Regions from separate parts of the Mus musculus genome. Here all the other regions are linked to region 1. Evidence: chromatin contacts called from public HiChIP or PLAC-seq and promoter capture Hi-C data. All regions are on one chromosome and are shown on one strand. The core of a region is the stretch at or near the end of the contact, and the rest is flanking DNA. Distances in the headings are between cores, read along the strand shown.

Region 1 (3,059 bases), core at 177-2,676:
AAATGAGGTGCTGCTTTGAAGGAGAGATTTCTTTTGTCCCATTTAATAATTAGACATTCTACGAAAGCTTTGAGGATACAGATTCCAGCTTAAGTCAAAGGCAGACCTCCGTGGCCACTGAGGAATGGTCTACCTGCAGACCCTCCCAGGCAGAAAACGACTCAGCATGCGTCACTTAAACTCCTGACATAGCTTCCTTGTTGTCCCTACTTGTCTCTGAAGAATCAAAGCAATCTAACCATGCACTTGCTTATAAACTTCCCAAAGGTTTTCCCTTGCACTAAATAAAATGCATTAGTTACATCCAAATTTGGGTGTATGGCCTGAAAACAATCTGGCCCCAGCTTCCTCTGCCATTCATTTCAGATTTCTTTCACAGCATGTATTACTACCTAAGATTACACTAACTGGCACACCTGTCTATTGCCTGTTTTTCCTAGCACTAAGCTCCATAAAGGTTGCAATGAACTGAATAGTTGTGTTCAGTGTTCCCGTTCTTAACTCCTTAGTCGTTCATGCATGTAGTAAATGCTTTATTAAAATTTCATGAACTAAATCAAGGAATTCTTAATTAACAATTGCTAGAGATATTATAGGAGGGACATATATACTTTTAGAAGGAAGGTGGGCTACCTGGTACCTAAAAGGACATGCTACAGCTAAGTGGCATACCGCTCCAGAAACTGAAGCATTTATAGTCCATTTGGACGGCAAGTCACTACAGCAACGGCAAATGAGCAGTCAAGCAAAAAAGTTAATGAACACAGCCAGACAGAGAGACAACAAGGAAAGGCCTTGAAGTTCTGGGTTAAGTTTAGGGAAATAATTTCCCAAACGAGCAGCCAGCGTGCAAAGTACTGAGAAAGTACTGAGGAAGGAAACTGAGGGGACACTTGTGATTTGAAATGGCAAGTTTGCAGCAGTATTTGATCCCGGAGTCCTAGGGACTACACAGAGATAGACTCGGTGATTCTGCGCGTTCTAAGGGTAAACGTGTGTCCGGGTGAACTGGGCCGGCCCAGAGCCGAAAATCCCGGTTCAGCCTGATGGGCATCTGCCCATAGGTGCCACTTGCTGCTTCCCGCCCATCTACATCTACACCTTCCCGACCGCCTCCCACGTGGAGTCCAAAGACTGACAGAAGGACGGATGAAAACGTGGTTCAAGGGCTGTCTGTCTCCATGGAGACCTCAGCGCCCGGAAGCCACGGCTGGCACCCTCGGGGTGGCCTGCAAGCTGCCCCGGCCGCGCTGTGGCGAAGTCGGTCCCCCGCGCCCGCGTGCCTGGCAGGCAGCGCGCCCGCGAGCCAAACCTCGTGCCCGAGGACGTCTGCAAAGCGTCGCCACCTCTGGACGAGACCCGGAAGCCCGTCAAGTCTACCGCGTCCCTGCGGCTTGTAACGTGGTGCGCGATCCAAAAACCGGTCCCCGGCGAAGGGAGGCAGGGCTGGAAGCTGGCACGGAAATATCGCGAGAGCGGCCGAGTGCCGCTCCTCCAATCAGAAGTGAGGGTGGGTTGTGACGTCATCAAAGAGGGCGTTTGCGAGGGGATTTAGAGAGCCCGCGACTAAACAGTTCTTGATAAGCGAGCCTATGATGGTGACTGCTGGGAATTGCATGCCCCTCACCTCCTTCTGGCTGGCAGAGCAGCAGCCTCCACACCTCTAGGTGTCAGGCCGACATTTCTGTTCCAACCCAGACTTTCTACATTCACTGTGCCCAGCGCAGAGACAGGCAAAATCTACACTCGGGGACGGTTGTGCCAGGGACGGGAACTGAAGCCAAGAGCAACGACTTGAACTCCACTGTCCGAGCCTTAAACGCTGCCTTAAAGGCTGCATCTTTTACACAACTCACAGACTATCTTGCAGTCCAGTCCTTTAAAACTGAGTAAAAATTAGAGACCTATATCACCTTAGTAAGGAGCTGGGACAAGGGACAAGATCACAGAACGGACAAGATGCTGAAAAGGCCGGGATGCTGGCCTGGGCTCTGAGATACATAGTTGGGAAAAACAATGAAAATTAGGTTCATCAGGTGGATGGCTTTTCTATCAAACTTTGTATTTCTTTGTGGTTTTGCCACGTGTATTGTGAGACCCTGACTTAAAGCGTTTCTCCTTGAAAGGTAAAGCCCCTAAAACATTTCCCCAAGCTTGTTTTCCCTGACCTATAAAAATACAGCTAGAAAGAAGCTCTTTGTTCTCTATAGCCAGCAAAAAGCCTTTTTGTTTCTATACTTTACAACCAGAGATGCGATAATTGTAAAAGACCCAGCCAGCACTTGCCTGGCTTCCTGTGCCAAGGACTCAGGGTTAGGGTTAGGGGAAGATAAAAATTCAGAAAGAACTCACTCCCCACTCCTTCTGCCTTGTAAATTTCACCAAGGACACTCCGCCCAACTCTTCCCAACTCCTCAGCTAGCTATTAAAAGCCCCCTACTGTCACTGGGGTCATCGGGGTCGGGTCAAACTCCCCTGACCTGCATGGCGGAAGGAGTTTGTCCTCAGCTAGCTGATAATAAAACCTCTTGCAGTTTGCATCAGTGTGATTTTCTCTCCCGTCTTTGGGGTGCTGGCCAACTTATCCTGGGACTTGAGCGGAGGCCAAGCTTCAGGGGTCTTACAGTATCACTAAACAATAGCTTGGTTGATTTTGTGTCTGTTATCCACCGATTCACATCTTTTGGCATTGCTTTCAGGTCACTCACCTAAAACTGAGTGGTGACAATTCTTTGACTCACTGTTAATATGCCGTTCTCTACTGTGCTGCATTTGTGCTGATATATATGGACATTTGCTCTGGAGGAGTCCAGAGCAGAGGGGTGGGAGCAGGGCAGGGGACTGGACATAGCCGGGGATAGGGAAGCAGGACGGATGTGGCAAGAATTGTGTAGGTTATTAGTAGGTTATTATCAGGGAAGCCTGGCTACTGTTAAATTAGAGGAGGAAGTGGAAAAGGCCAGGATACTAATCTGTGCTCTGAGATGCCTAACCAGGACCTGTGGAAAAGGACCAGAAGAGTTTGGAGGCTAGCATTGGCTCTGGTGTGCACCAGAGGT
Region 2 (3,059 bases), core at 346-2,845, 430 kb before region 1:
GAGGTGGGAAGGCCCAACCCGAATGCAGGTGGCTCTATGTCATGAGCGGAGTCCCACGGTATATGAGTGAAGGAAGTTGGCAGAGCAGAGCAGCCATTGAGAAAGGATCTGTTTATTTTCCCCCTGCTCCTGGTGGTGGGTGTGCTGCTTTCATGTTCCCTGGTTCCAGGAGTTCCCTGCAAAAATGGACTATAACCTGCAAAGGCAAGCCAAATGAGTCCCTTTTCCCCTAAGTTGCTTTTTTTTTGGGGGGGGGGGGGCGGCGGGAGGGTCAGGATATCTTATCATAGCAACAGAAAGGAGAGTAAAACACTTTAACTCCCGCCACAGGGGGATGTCCCTGAGTTCGCTAGATTTCCACTATAGCGGCAAAAACAAACAAACAAACAAAAATCTGAGATGACCAGCTTAAAGGAGAGAAGCCTTGCCCGTGCTTTTGGAAGGTCGCCACCCACCATTGGTTGGTCCGATTATTTTGTGGCAACACAGAGGTCATGGTAGGAGTGTGGGGCACAGAAGGCCACTACCTTCGTGGGAGCCAAGAATCAAAGAGAAAGAGATCCCTTAGCGGCTCTGAGGACACGCCCTCCCAAAGACAAACTTCAGATAGGCCCCGCCTACTGAAGGGTCCACTGACTTCCAAGGGCTCCTCGGGCAGGACCCTTTAGGATGCTCCCAGCCCCAGCTCTAGCAGCCCGTGTCTGAGGACCCAGAGAGAGGGCTGAAGACTGAGAGCCGTTGGAGTTCACTGTTCGCCTCCTCTGCCCTGCAGTTGTGCAGCGCTAGGTGGGATGTTGCCTGACTCCTACGGGGGGGGGGGGGGCGGTCCCAGGGGGCATCGGTCTCCAGACCTGGAACAGAACAAACCCAGACCTGCTGTGACACCGGGAGGCAGGACCCGCATATAGTTCTCCTGGCATGGTTGCTGTCTACTGTCAGTGCACCACCACACTGAAGCTCGAGGCCTTATCAGAACCCCTCAGTGGCTCCCACTGCCTTCCCTTCCTGTCTCCTGCCCACCCGTGATTTGGTGATCACATGCATTTCAAGGGTTTCCTGTCCCACTGAGAAGGAGTGCATTCAACGTTCTTCTTATAAGCTCCTAGGGTGGTAGAGTGCCTGACCCCCAAGAGAAACGAAAGGACCCTGATCTGACCCTGGCTTCACCAGGGACCGTTACTGCTGCCTTCGAGTTTGCTCTCTCTGCTGAGGCCCTCCTGGGTCTCTGCCTCCACTTCAGGACCCCTGTGTCTCCTGCCCTCTTTGCTAGAGCCCTCTCTCCATGCTGCCTGTTTCTGTTTGGCTCCAATCCATCCTTCTATTTCAGACTGTTTCTAAAGAGGAGTGGGCTTCAGCCCTTGGTCTAAAATCCTGTCCACCCAAATCCCCCTACAGAACTGTGACTCCTCCCTCCTCTACTTCTTCCTTCACTCCTTCCTCTACCTACTTCCTCCTCCACCTACTTCCTCCTCCACCTACTTCTTCCTTCACTCCTTCCTCTACCTACTTCCTCCTCCACCTACTTCCTCCTCCACCTACTTCCTCCTCCACCTACTTCCTTCCCCACTCCTTCTTCCTCCACTTCCTTCTCCGCTCCTTCCTCTTCCATTTCTTTCTCTACTTCCTTCTCCACTTCCTCCCCTACTCCTTCCTCCCCTACTCCTTCCTCCCTTCTTCCTCTTTCACTCCTTTCTGCTTTCTGCCTTGTCTCCACTGTGCTGTAAGATCCATGAAGGAGGAGCCCTATTCTAGCCATAGGATTTTAGTCTAGTACCCAGGCTACCATTAGGTCCATGATACTGTGGCGTATACATTGAATGTCACCTCATAGAGTGCCTCTATGTGCCAGAAACTAGTGGGTGCTGCCACCCTTCAGCCAGACTGGGCAGACAGATATCTCTAGAGGAGGCCTCAGACCAGGATAAAGGTACCAGAGCAACGTGTGTGTGTGTGTGTGTGTGTGGTGTGTGTGGTGTGTGTGTGTGTATGTATGTGTGTGTGTGTGTGTATGTGTGTGTATGTGTGTGTTTATTTGGGTACATTTGTGTACTCAGGCTTGCAGAGGCCAGAGGTCATAGTGTGTGATGTATATGTCTGAGTATGGTCACACACATGTCACAGTGGCAGGACAGCTCTCGGGAGTGTTTTCTCCTCCCTTTTTGAGATGGGGTTCGGTTGTTTCTGTCATGGACTCCGGGATAGCTGTGCTTGAAAGCTTCTGTGTGAAGCTTCTGGGTGATTCCCCTGCCTCTGCCTCTCACCTCAATAGAAGAATGTTGGGTTTATAGATGCATTCAGCTGTATCTGGCTTTCTCTCATGGGTTGCATTGGTCAAACTCAGGTTGTTAGGCATACTTGCACTTGGTAGCACTACCATCTCAGCCCGGCCTCGACTGGCTGCAAGATTCTCTTTTCTCTGCTTCTTTAGACCTGGAAGTACAGGCATGTGTCACCACAGCGGCTTTTTTAAATGAGTACTGGTAATCAAATTGAGGTGCCAACGCTTGTGCAGAAAGCACTTTGCTGACTGAGCCATCCAAATTCTGTACTTCCACAGGAGGGCACAGGGTGTAGCTCACTACGTAACTATGGGAATCACTCTGTGGAGAAGGCTGCCTCTGCATCCCAAGTGCTGAGATTAAAGACATGCGCCACTGTACCTACCCAGTGTCTGCTAAGGGTCACCTAGGCACACCCTTTCTGCACAGAAAGAGCGTTGGAGGTCCCTTTAGTGCTCTGCAGGGTACAGTTAGGAACCTCTGAGACAGGATGCAGCAGACACCTGGCGGCAGGAAATCTCTGCGCATGTCACAATCTGGCCACAGACTGGCGTGTTTCCTAAGAGACCACTGGGATTTCACGAGAAAGGCCTGGGTTCCAGCTCTGGCTCTCTGGGCTATGCATGTGGTCATTTCCTCCTCTGGAAAACCAGGACAATAACTAGACACTCCTCCCAGGTTTGTCTCAAAGACTAAGAAAGATGAGGCCTGGGGTCCCTGACAGGGATGACAATATTAATAAGAATGACTGCCACACCCTTGCTCGCCGCTCCAGCCACT
Region 3 (3,059 bases), core at 191-2,690, 400 kb before region 1:
TTGACACCGGAGTCCCGTGGAATAGCCGGATGCAAAGCCCTTCTGAGCTCTCAGATCCTGTACAAAGACGTGTGGGAAAGTCCCATCAACACATTCCCTTTTCTCTGGCTAAATCTAATTAAGATGAAACCTGAGCTTTCTCAAGAACCATCCTATGTCATTGGGCACTTCTTAGAAAAAGCTAAAGCTCACCCTACGTCCCCCAGCACCCCTCTCTGGGGTCTTATTTCAGCAAATCCATGTCTTCCCATGAGATAGATGGGAAGACTTCTGTTTCCCAGTGAACCTAGTAAGCAAGAATGGCCACCCCCACCCCCACAGCAGGGTCTCTCTCCATTGCCACCTGACATTCTTTCTCATTTCCTAAGAGTCCAGACAAAAGGAAGCCAGACCAGCAATCTGAACCAGGGTGGGTAAGGGAGGGCCCAGGGCCCCAGAAAATCTTATGGGAGTAAAGAAGGCCAATCTCACAGGCAAGATTTGACCCTGCAGGAAAAGTGATGGAAGCCAGGCAAGGGTCATGTGATGCAGTGGAGGGCTCAGCAGGCCCACGTCCCAGAACTCAGAAAGGCTGAGCGATCATGCACATGCCAGGTACTTCATCTTCCCTAGTAACTCTACGTGGCTTCCATCCTCTCCATTTTCCAAATGGACTTAGCCCAGGCATAGAAATGCTAGCTAGCTTGCAGAGAATGGCACAGTCCATACCTGGTATAGTCAGGATCTGAACTCAGGCAATCTGGCTCCAGGCTTGCTTCCCCACCACACTACACTTGAGCACACAGAGGCAACCAAGGCCCCGTCATTGGATGTTCAGATTGCCATGCAAAACTCAGTAGTGTGATGCATCTTTATCACCTCATGAATCTACATTGGGTAGGTCATGGTGAGAAGGTATGGTGGTTTGTATATGCTCAGCCCAGGGAGTGGCACTATTAGAAGGTGTGGCCCTGTTGGAGTAGGTGTACCACTGTGGGTGTGGGCTTTAAGACCTTCATCCTAGTTGCCTGGAAGCCAGTATTCTGCTAGCAGCCTTCAGATGGAGATATAGAACTCTCACCTCCTGCACCATGCCTGCCTGGATACTGCCATGTTCCTGCCTTGATGATAATGGACTGAACCTCTGAACCTGTAAGCCAGCCCCAATTAAATGTTGTCCTTATAAGAGTTGCCTTGGTCATGGTGTCTGCTCACAGCGGTAAAACCCTAACTAAGACAGAAGGGTTAGTTTCTGCTCCACAAGATGGTGACTGTGGGCCACTCATCTGCAGATCGGAGGATCTATTTGCAAGACGGCTCACATGGTTAGCAAGTGAAGACTGCCTGTCAACTGGGAACAGAGCCAGACCTGAGAGCGGGAGGCCTCTTCCTCTACACACAGGCCTCTGTGCCTCCACCAGCTGTGGCTTATCACTTGGACTTCCTCTCAGCATGGTGTCTTTGTGCCAAGGGTGAGAAATCCTACAAGACTGGAAGTGGAAGTTAACAAACCGGGGCGGTGGTGGCCTTGCCTTTAATCCCAGCACTTGGGAGGCAGAGACAGGCAGATTTCTGATTTCGAGGCCAGCCTGGTCTACAAAGTGAGTTCCAGGACAGCCAGGGCTCTATAGAGAAATCCTGTCTCGAAAAACCAACCAACCAACCAAACAAACAAACGAAAACACTTTCTAAAAGCCTAGGTCTGCATACAACATCGCTTTCCTCAAGTGTATTGGTCAACATAGCCATAAACCCTGACACTGCACAAGAGGATATGAGACCCGTCTTTCGATAGAAGGAATACCAGAATACTTCCCCACCCTCTCATCTCCAAACGTTCTCCCCAAACAGTGAAAAGCCTCAAGACACCTTGTCCTGTGGCACCTCTTCTCAGGCCAGGACAAGCACAGAACTTCTACCTAGACACTGTCTCCTTGGCTAGATTTCTTCACCCTGAATCTTCTTTGAACCTCCTTGAAACATTGTCAAAGCTTACTCCTATTTCCAGCTGTCTCAACCATAAGCAGGGAACACAAAGGCCCCAGCTTTCTACATATAATTTTTATTTTGGTATAGTTTTACATTTATGGGGAGCAATCACAAAGATGGTGAGTTCCCATCTTCTCTCCCCTCAATGGCACCTCGAACTGACAGGGCTCATTCGTCACATCCCATAAGCCAATGTGGACACATCCTGATCAGATGGGTGACGTTACAAGCAGTGTTACTAAAGTATACGTCCACTTCATTCAGTCGCCTTAGCTCCTTCACCTAACATCCTTTTTGTTCTGAGAGACTCTCTACACCGAGTTATCATGTCTCCTCAACTGTGACAGCTTCTCAGACGTCCCTTGTCTTGACTTTTTTGAGTACTGTACATCAACCTTCAGCTAGAACTTGTCTAATGTTTTTTTTCTGAGGGTTAGACTGGACTTCCAGGTTTGTAAAGGAAGACCACGGAGGTAAAGTGCCCTCTCGTTATGTCACATAGAGCGCACATCCAGGTGAGATTAGCCCTGACAACTGGCTGAAGGAGGCCATGCCTCTGCCAGGGCTTTCTTCGTCTTTGAAATCTGTGCTGACTGGAAGTCCTCTGAGTATCTACCTCAATCATCTGCAATCCTCCTGCACCAGGGGTTTCTATCTTTTCTCCAGTTTATTTAGTCTGCCCTTCCTCTACACAAGCACAGACACTCAGGTGTTCGTTCTGTGCTTTGGGTAACAGTCTGGTGCTGTTGCGTTTATTTGATTGTGAGCGTGCATTTGGCGACATTTGGTGACATTTGGTGGTGCTTGAGACGTGCCTGGGTCACCACTGGGTAGTAGCAGGAGAAGGCTGGTGAGATAACGTGGGCTATAGCAAATTCCTGCTGTTTAGTTTTCCTGTCTTTGCCAGGGATATTCTGACACAGGAATCCTTGAACAAACAGGCCATAGGTGACACACAGGTGACAGTCCTGGGGAAAGTCCCCTAGACATGGACTGGTGGTCTGTGTCCCACAGAAAGTAGGACCCTCCTCTGTCCAGGGAAGCCAAGGGCTTCTTGATATCCAGGTAACTGAGGACAAATGATTAGTGTG
Region 4 (3,059 bases), core at 291-2,790, 350 kb before region 1:
CAGCCACACACTGCACATGCGGAGAGACACCCTCACTGAGGGAAGTGAGGCCATCAGATTGTGAGACGCACGCACCAAACCATCCACGAAGAGTGAGATCCAGGCCCACAGGCCCACACGAACACCCACGATGAGACTGCCCACAGCCCCACCTGGTTACACACTTGTCCCACACACACAAGCTCAAACAGGTCACGAACCACAGTCACCCACCTGCACACACTGACACACACAGTCCCTTAAGGTGACAGGAACCCAGCCAACCCTAGCTGTAGCCCCAGATATGCCACACCTGCCGTTTTTATCCTGAACCCAAGTGCCTAAAACGTTCCTGGGGCCCATCTCTCTCAACTGCCACACCTCAGGGCTCCTCCCAGAGAGAGAGCCTTGCTTTCACTCTAAGCTAAAGCGATACAGGCCACCTTAAAACTTCATGCCAGCCACTGAAAAGGCCACTGTGAAGATTACAACGCTAGATTTATAATATTATAGCCACGTTTGGCAGCATGTCGTGAGCACCAACTACACACACACAGACACACACACAGATACACACACACACGCACACAGACACACACACAGATACACACACACACGCACACATACACACACAGATACACACATGCACACATACACACAGATACACACATACACACAGATACACACACACGCACACACACATACACACACAGATACGCACATGCACACATACACACAGATACACACACACACGCACACATACACACACAGATACACACATGCACACATACACACAGATACACACATACACACAGATACACACACACGCACACACACATACACACACAGATACGCACATGCACACATACACACAGATACACACACGCACGCACACATACACACACAGACACAGGCACACCTCTAGTACCTTCCCTCCAACTCTCCCAACAACCTAGAGCACAGGAAGTGTCAGTAAACCCATTTACGGATGAGCAAGCCAAAGCTTTAGGGGAATTAAAGTTCTTGTTTCCTATATATTGCAGCATCTGGTTCCAGGACTGGTCCCAGAACATTCCCTGCCCCACAATGCCATGGGATAAGATCCAAGGATATTGGGCCTGTTCCCATGTCTCACATACGTGTACTCTCCTGGCCCTCAGGAGATGCCGTGGGGCCTCGCTGTGGAGAATGTGAGAGCAGGGAAGCTTGGCTTCCTGTTCTCCTCAAAGCCCCATCCTTTGCTTAGTCAGGTTTGGGCCCTTTGAAAGGAAAAACAGGCTAGAGCCTTCACAGGGAAGTGCCCCTGCTCTCCATGGCTTGAAAAGGAAAGAGAGTCCCTCCCTGCCCCTCCTTAGGAGCACCGCCCTCAGGAGGGAGCCAGGCCCCTACAGAGTTCTCCACAGGCGACAGGGGGTCACCAAGAACCCCGGACAGCCCAAGCCCACCTAGAATTATGCAGAGGAGAGCTGTGTCACGATGACTAGCCTCTGGGACATTCCTAACCCCCAGCTAACGGGGATGCCTTCCTTGGCCTCCAGCGCTGCACTGGGGCCTGGCCAACAGCTGTTCCTGGCTGAAGGCTCTGCTCTGTCCCACCCACCCAGTCAGTTCCTAGGAGATGTGCAAGCAGCTTTGATGTGCTCGTCAAAGCGGTCCTGTTCTGACAGCTGTTTCCCAGGAGGGCAGTTATTGCCACAACCACCTCCCACATCTGGCTATGGGAAGAGTGCCCCACCCATCAGCAGACAGAAATGCTGAGCACACAGGAACAGCTGAGGACCTCAGTCCATTGGGACTGAAAGGGGTCACTCCATCCCCATTTATAGGCACTCTCTGCTCCCAAGGGCTGGCCACACTACCCTAAGGACTCTAATTCAGGTCTGGACCCTCCTCCTTGGCTCAGGCCCACCTCCACTTGCACAAGCCACATTCAGACCAGAAAAGTGTTTCAGGGCACCCAAAACTATGGAGGACAGAGAAGGAACAGTTACAGTTGATTCAAACCTTGCTCTGTCAATCCTCCCAGGGAGTGCTGATGTCTCCGGTGGGACCCACTGACCCTGGTCACTATAATAAAAATACCAGATCTGAATTTATTTCAATCAGTGTTCATAACCTGGGCACTATTCTTTGTGCCTTGTAGGACAATGACTGTATCTCTGACACTTATTCTAAGATACCATTAGCATCCAGGCCCCACCCACACACCCAGACATTATCAATGGACATTGCCAATGTGCCCCAGGGGCAAGACCACACCCACATGGTTACAGCTGATCTTAAAATCACTTTAGTTGCAGCACTTGTGAGGCTGAGACTAGAGACCAGTAAGTTCAAGACTAGCCTGGGCTACATAGTGAATGTGAGGCCAGCCTGGGCTATGTGAGACCCTGTCTAAAACAAAGTTAACAGGCATGTTCTGTCCCCCTAGACCTTCCCAGAGCTCCAGGAAAAGAGGCAGCACAAAGTCTTCCACCTAGTGGTCCGAGCTTCTAAAGATGGGATCAAATAACACTTGCACAAGACAATGAAATATATGTGAGAAGTCCTGCAAAAAGCTTGGAGCCAGAGAAAATCCCTGAAGCCTGGGGCCATCTAGGAAGGCTTCCTGGAGGAGGGGGAATTTTGTGTTTGGCTAGATACAAGCAGCTTGGGAAGACCACAGTGTAGGGAAGTCTCACCAGCAGTAAAAGAGCTCAAGGTGGGGCTGAGGCTGAGTTTGCTGACTTTCCCAGTGGGTAAAGCCACCAATGTGGAGCAAGGGTCTGACAGAGATATGCAGGCAGGGCTGAAGACCGCCCTACCTTCTTCTGCTTCTGCCTTCTGCAGATCTGATGAGGGTCAGGCTCAGGGTACATAGGTAGGGCTCCTCATTCCTCAAACCTGCCCTTATGTGATATCCCCCACCAGTCCATGTGGGCTTGGACTGGCAGACTTCAAAGACTCAGGAGCCTACTAAACTTTATCCTGGGAATCCCGGCTGGCTCCCCAACTCCACCCCCAGCCTGGACTTCATGCTGCCTAGACTTTCTGGGGGGCACTTTTGATTTAAAATGGGTGTACAGAGGGCAAGACCCCAT

What was found. Promoter capture Hi-C pulls out the DNA fragments that hold promoters and counts their contacts. HiChIP or PLAC-seq counts read pairs in DNA pulled down with a chosen protein or histone mark.
Region 2: an H3K4me3 HiChIP or PLAC-seq map of bone marrow-derived macrophages shows a contact between it and region 1, with 5 times the contacts expected there. The contact joins the enhancer-like site here to the promoter of Thada in region 1. A contact is called at or near these places in 9 of 39 promoter capture datasets (the C10 cell line, cranial neural crest, embryonic stem cells and 6 more), 1 of 15 datasets of contacts at CTCF or cohesin (large pre-B cells), 4 of 484 Hi-C or Micro-C datasets (the N1E-115 cell line, bone marrow-derived macrophages and embryonic stem cells), 5 of 115 datasets of contacts at active chromatin or transcription factors (T-cell acute lymphoblastic leukemia, bone marrow-derived macrophages, large pre-B cells and 1 more) and 2 of 9 other capture datasets (adipose tissue and liver).
Region 3: an H3K4me3 HiChIP or PLAC-seq map of bone marrow-derived macrophages shows a contact between it and region 1, with 5 times the contacts expected there. The contact joins the enhancer-like site here to the promoter of Thada in region 1. A contact is called at or near these places in 4 of 39 promoter capture datasets (the HPC-7 cell line, liver, neutrophils and 1 more), 3 of 115 datasets of contacts at active chromatin or transcription factors (astrocytes, bone marrow-derived macrophages and pancreatic cancer cells) and 1 of 9 other capture datasets (embryonic stem cells).
Region 4: a contact with region 1 is called in a promoter capture Hi-C map of pre-B cells, with 4 times the contacts expected there. The contact joins the enhancer-like site here to the promoter of Thada in region 1. A contact is called at or near these places in 6 of 39 promoter capture datasets (the 3T3-L1 cell line, the C10 cell line, HPC-7-derived erythroid cells and 2 more), 3 of 484 Hi-C or Micro-C datasets (the Ba/F3 cell line, CD4 T cells and embryonic stem cells), 3 of 115 datasets of contacts at active chromatin or transcription factors (Th17 cells, large pre-B cells and pancreatic cancer cells) and 2 of 9 other capture datasets (adipose tissue and embryonic stem cells).

The regions. Positions count from the first base shown.
Region 1 is chr17:84,464,782-84,467,840 of GRCm38.p6, forward strand. Thada (thyroid adenoma associated) reads right to left here and starts at 1,427. Exons shown (of 38, transcript NM_183021.3): 1 at 1,313-1,427.
Region 2 is chr17:84,033,461-84,036,519 of GRCm38.p6, forward strand. It overlaps Gm35551 (a long non-coding RNA gene), which reads right to left. Exons shown (of 6, transcript XR_385838.3): 4 at 2,262-2,430. Among named protein-coding and RNA genes, the nearest start is that of 8430430B14Rik, 36 kb to the left of the region's middle. Within about 2 kb of position 1,596, at least 15 of the 459 cell types and tissues checked have an H3K27ac peak or open chromatin away from gene starts, as enhancers often do. A contact at or near this core is called in bone marrow-derived macrophages, where this site is marked.
Region 3 is chr17:84,060,466-84,063,524 of GRCm38.p6, forward strand. The region is part of intron 1 of Gm35551 (a long non-coding RNA gene); the gene reads right to left. Among named protein-coding and RNA genes, the nearest start is that of 4933433H22Rik, 17 kb to the right of the region's middle. Within about 2 kb of position 1,441, at least 48 of the 459 cell types and tissues checked have an H3K27ac peak or open chromatin away from gene starts, as enhancers often do. A contact at or near this core is called in the HPC-7 cell line and bone marrow-derived macrophages, where this site is marked.
Region 4 is chr17:84,110,986-84,114,044 of GRCm38.p6, forward strand. No RefSeq gene overlaps it. Among named protein-coding and RNA genes, the nearest start is that of Gm35551, 29 kb to the left of the region's middle. Within about 2 kb of position 1,541, at least 132 of the 459 cell types and tissues checked have an H3K27ac peak or open chromatin away from gene starts, as enhancers often do. A contact at or near this core is called in adipose tissue and pre-B cells, where this site is marked.